Linked DNA regions of Drosophila melanogaster: region 1 is linked to region 2. The links are chromatin contacts, called in public HiChIP or PLAC-seq maps. All regions are on one chromosome and are shown on one strand. The core of a region is the stretch at or near the end of the contact, and the rest is flanking DNA. Distances in the headings are between cores, read along the strand shown. Region 1 holds the start of Hsc70-3 (Heat shock protein 70 cognate 3). Region 2 holds the start of bif (bifocal).

Region 1 (2,700 bases), core at 64-2,563, 130 kb after region 2:
CAGGCGCTTCGCGGTCTTTTAAAAAAAAGAAGTAAATGTAAGCAAAATTAACCGTAAATTACTGTAAAAGGAAAACAAGAACTTCACCTAAATGCAAGCTTAGGCTGTAAGAAACTAATACGAAGAAGAAGACAAAGTTCATTCACCGAACTTGTCACTTGTCACGACCACCACGTCATTGGTTGGCCTTTATTGGTTTCAACTATAAAGGAAACTAATTTCATACGTTTCTATTTCTTTAAGGGCACGTGCGGGCAAACTTTTTGTAGCAGACCTCTTTTACTTTTGCCAATATGGCGACTGTAAAATTGCAGTGTATTGGTGTCCCTCTTTGCCGTCCGTTCCTTTACACGAATATTCTAGCAGTGCAAGTGCACTTTCCAGCTATTTGTGCTAACGTCCAGCTCGTATTTAAGCCTTTTCTTTGAACTAACACTTACACTTATCGCTGAGCGGTTAATAATTTCAAATTGGTTTCGATTTAATGTGCTTTCTCGACGCTTCAAAGTGAACTGACAGAGCAGTAGAATATGTGGCTGCTGCTTATCTGACGTTTTTGCCGGCGCTTTCTACGTACGCACACAGTCATACGCTGCGGCACACACACACACGTGCAACTCTGGGGCCAAAAAGACACGTCAGTGGTAGATCAGTGTTGGAAAGCACGCGATTGTTCGGCCGACGAATAACCGCTTTTCAAAAATATATAATTATTTCTACACACAATATTTCGCGTTGTCCTTATCAATATCAGGTAGTAAATAGTATTTTACAGTTACCAATGGGTCTGTCAAGCAATCGTTTTGATTCTTTTATAATGTTGCCTCAATTTTGTTTCAAAATAAACAATAATATAATATAAGAAATGCTATAACGCAATTCAAGCCACTGAATTCCTTGCAACACATATTTATAAAAAAAAATAGATATATTTAAATATACACTTTATGCTGGTTCTTTTGGTCCAAAGTAAATTTGATAAATATTTTCCTGTTTCTTAGATGTTAATACCAACAGCATACACTCATATCAACTTTCAATATAATTTTCTTTTTGTATACTTACATTTTCTAACTAAAACTATTAAAAAAAAATTCACTTATTTAGGTAATTGTCACTTTTTGTCACAGAAGTATTAGTCTTTGTTGTTTTTTGGCTTGGTTTTAATTGATCTAATGGGAATGTAACGATTTCTTGTTTATATTTGCGGTCACAGCGCGTTACAATGTTCTTGGGGTAATAATTTGTATTTAATAAATCGCGTTTCTCTTTTGCTGTGCTGTTATTCCTTGTACTTTTGTTTTGAAACTGATTTTCACTCTCTGTTTTCCGGCTATTTATTGCTCTTTGCTCTCACCTACCACTGACGTGTCGATGAGTTTAGTTTTCTAGAAACATCGATACACATCTGGCAATCGAATAAGTCGAATAAATATTTCGTTAGACTAAAATGTCTAATTAATAAAGGTATTAAGAAGATATAATTAAAAATAAAAATAATATATTACAGGATTATATGATTGCAACTATTTCTGCTATACGGTTTACAATCATTTTAATAATAGTTTTTTAAGATTTAACTTCTTTTATATATTCATTTTATTCAATATAATTTTAATCGATAACTATCTTAAGGTGTTACATCTCTAGCACTGACGTGTCGCAGGCGTAGCTGTTCCGCCCACTGGAGGCCAACTCTCGCTCTCGCTCTCTCCCAGAGCTTTTCACTATTTGTTTACCCAAACATTTTCGGAGCGGAGAGAGTACGATGTTTGGCCTTCTTCTTTTTCTTTTTATGGTGTTTGGTTTGTCTGATGCAAATATGCGTTCCCCTTAAGTAAAGCCGCAACGAGCACTGACGTGTACATTGCCCCAGGTTAACCGTTATGCTTCCAGCTGAATCTGGATGTTTGCCGTTACTTTAAGTGGGGCGTAATTATTGACAACTTCCCAAAACTATTTTTAGACTTTGTAATTGTTCATTCCGATACTTGAAGTTATAAATATATGCTTTTGGGTTCTTATTATTATAAGCATATAATTACATTCGAAATTTAAATTTAAGCTTATATGCAGCTGTTTTTAATACTATGACAACCGGAAATGGTACTGCAATATTTACATGTAAATTCGAAAGAAAAACTAACTGCTTATCCATAGTTTTGAGTGGTAAACGAATGGAGTTTAATAAAGACATAGAATCAAATTTTTTTTCAAACTTACCTCTTTCATATATAAATGTTATTTATATTTTATATTATTAAAAATGTCTAGTATTTTATATATGTATGTATATATTGCTATTTCGAATTCCATATAGCAACTCTAGACTTTTTTAGCACTTCCCAGAATTTTTATTAATAATATTTACATATATGAAAAATAAAATTTAAAAGCGTATTTAAACAATACGCTCAAATGATGATTCAAAAATGTTTCAAGAATATCATGACTAATATTTGGGGGGATAAAAAATGATATATTTTCCGAAAAAGTCGAAAATACCACGTTTATCTGGCAATTTCCAGGCATTTCGTCGATCTTCATTTGAAATGATAATTTCCATAAATTAAACGACTACCGATAAGAACAGGCAAACAGTCTATATATGTAGCATATTTATAGCGAGTTCTTGACTTATCAGTCCGCATCCGCCCGAGAATGAAAAACACCCACTTTTTAGTTTTCTTTTTTTTTTTT
Region 2 (2,700 bases), core at 158-2,657:
ACGATCGTGTTAGTATTGCATACTTTTAGGTCCATCTTTTTGCACAGAGTTTTGTGTGAATCAACAATAAAATTGGCACTGGAATTGGTCGATGGCGTCCCACTACTGATTGCCAGGCGCCGTTGCTCCTGTAGTCTTCATGGCCAGCATGGCGTCCAGTTCGCCCTGGATGCTCTCGAACTGATTGTACAGTTCCATTAGTTCCGGTTGTGTCATTTCGATGTTGATATCCTCGCCGACGGCCGTTTTCATTTGGAGCACGGCCAGCGGGGTCTTCTCCCGCTGCTGGCAATGCGAGGAGATCTCCATGTTGAGCTTCCAGGCCACATCTTCGATGACATTTGATTCGTACCGCTTGCTGGCCAAATTGTTCATAATGGGCGTCGTTTCGCGCACCCACAAACGCAATATGGCATCGATCTTGGCCTCATCCTCCAGCTGGAGTTTCTCGCGCAGCTCACGCTGCAGCAAACTTGGCTTGATGATAAACGTGGAGATGCGACGCAGGATGTAGGAGAAGGTCTTGATCAGCAGCAGGAAGTCCTGACGCGGTACGCCCACCAATCGCTCCAGTTCCTCGAGTGTGTACTCCGGTTCGGTGTTACTTGTGGGGTTCTCCTCGGTGCTGCTGTCCACCCGGCCGGTGGTCGTCACACTGGTGCCCACTGTACTACTGGTGGCACTCGCCGATGCTACGCTGGGACTCATCTGCCGGTGGGTGTAGAACAGAACCGTCGTAAAGGTCTCGTAGGGCAAGGCATTGATGATTTTGATGCCCTCACGGGCTCTAAGATATAAATGCAAGAAATTAATCTCTATAAGAACATTGATATTACATACCTTTCCGTGATCTTTATCCAGTTAATGCTCATTGTGAGATATATTTAAAAATTTTTAAGGAACATAGAGTTATTAAGTCTTTACCAGCACTTCTTTTATTATGACTTTAATATTATTTGTTTATACAGACCAACAATATACAAAAAACTATCGACTTGCCACGGTGCGGTGCTGCCACACAGTTACTACTGCCAATAATAACGGTAAGTGCTGACTAAAATACAAAAATATTACATTTTGCGATGTGATTTTAAACATATTCTTTATTAATTTTTTAGATTTAAATGTTTTATTAAATTAATTTATTTTTCTGTATTTAGGCCTGAATAATTTACCTTATAAAATTACAATGTTTTAAATAATATTTGCTGTTATGTTTCCTGCAAAATAAAATTCGTGAAAAAAAGCCGCACCAGCAAATATCAATACCAGATTGTCGACGGCACCGACGATCGACGATTCAATTTGTAGAAGATTATCAAGTACGAATAGTTTTCCAACTCATTAATATAATCGTCCTACCTGGCAACTCCGCTGATGCCTATCGATGCTCCGCTCGATAGCGCCAACAATCGATAAGCAGTATTTGTGTATTGGAAACGCGGCTTAACTTAATGCAGATTTTTCCGCTGATTCGGCTGCGAAAGATGCACTTTTAAGGCGCAGCGAGTGCACCCACGCCCCGAGTTCGAGTGCAGTTGCAGTCGGGAAAGCTTGACAAGTGCGCGGAGCAAGGAGAGCGACGAGTTCGTTGAGCTACAGCGAAACGGAAAAGTGTAAAAGCGGGGTAAACAGGCGCAGCGGAGCGGATGATAAACGGAACTCGGGATCGGAAAATTGGAAGCAAAACCAACCACCGATTATAAAAAATAGTCAGCATCTTAAAAGTAAGGATTTCAAGCTAAGGTTTCAGCGAAAGCCCGAGAAAAACAAAAACCCCAACTAAACTAACGGAACAGTGCGTCGGGATATATGCATGTGTATGTGGTATACGTATGTGTGTCTTTGGCTGCGTGCGATTGTATTGTTCCTGTGTAAATAAACAAAACCCGGCTCTTTAGTCTTCCACTAGTTCGTTTCGCGTTTCTCTGCGAGGAATTTTTGTTGAAAAAACTCAATTTGGCATAGCATAACTTCCAGTTTATTTCCCTATTCTGCAAACTGTGTGTATCAGTGTGCTGGTGCTTCCAGCATGCCGTAAAAATCGATAGCGCGTCGTCGGTTGTTTATTTTATGCTTCGTCTGCATTTTGCAGCCCCTTTTTATCGCTCTCCCCTTTTCAGCCACCCTTGCACACACTCACACTCTCTCCGGCGGAGTCGTGTGATGCATACACACACACACACACAGACACATGCATACGCCTGATACGGGAAATTAAAAATAATACTTTTTATCGCGGCATGCAAAAGGCAAAGCTGCAAAAACAGAAACAATTCCAATTCCAACAGCAATAATCTAGCCATGCAATCAATTTTAGCCAAACAATAAAAAGAATCGTTTGGTTTCAGTTTCCCCGCTTTTCTTTTCCGTTATTTTCCTCTCTATATTCGGTTTTATCGCATTTTCCGCTCATTATGGCAGTTTAGCATATTTATGCTGGAAAAATATTGGGGTTTCTTCGCTTCTTACCTTTGTTTTACGTTTTGTTTTGCTGTCGGGCTGTAAAAACAGCAGTTAATCCAATTAAGAAAAATAAAACTCTAAATGCCATCGCCACCACGAATTCGAAATCACCTTTTATCTACTCAAAAGATATTCATCTTATTTATTTTCCAAGATAAATGTTAAATTATAAATATATTATAGAACCATACACTTGTTGAAATAGAATTTCTGCTAACAGCTGCGAGTTTTACA

The links. HiChIP or PLAC-seq counts read pairs in DNA pulled down with a chosen protein or histone mark.
Region 1: a Psq HiChIP or PLAC-seq map of the Kc167 cell line shows a contact between it and region 2, with 2.7 times the contacts expected there. The contact joins the promoter of Hsc70-3 here to the promoter of bif in region 2. A contact is called at or near these places in 3 of 107 Hi-C or Micro-C datasets (the Kc167 cell line and wing imaginal disc) and 2 of 6 datasets of contacts at active chromatin or transcription factors (both in the Kc167 cell line).

What each region holds. Positions count from the first base shown.
Region 1 is chrX:11,805,804-11,808,503 of dm6, forward strand. It overlaps Hsc70-3 (Heat shock protein 70 cognate 3), which reads right to left and starts at 1,314. Exons shown (of 3, transcript NM_078577.3): 1 at 1,066-1,314.
Region 2 is chrX:11,677,563-11,680,262 of dm6, forward strand. It overlaps bif (bifocal), which reads left to right and starts at 1,408. Exons shown (of 6, transcript NM_167295.3): 1 at 1,408-1,727. Vlet (Valette) reads right to left here and starts at 1,027. Exons shown (of 1, transcript NM_167294.2): 1 at 1-1,027. The coding sequence starts at 708. The coding sequence ends at 103.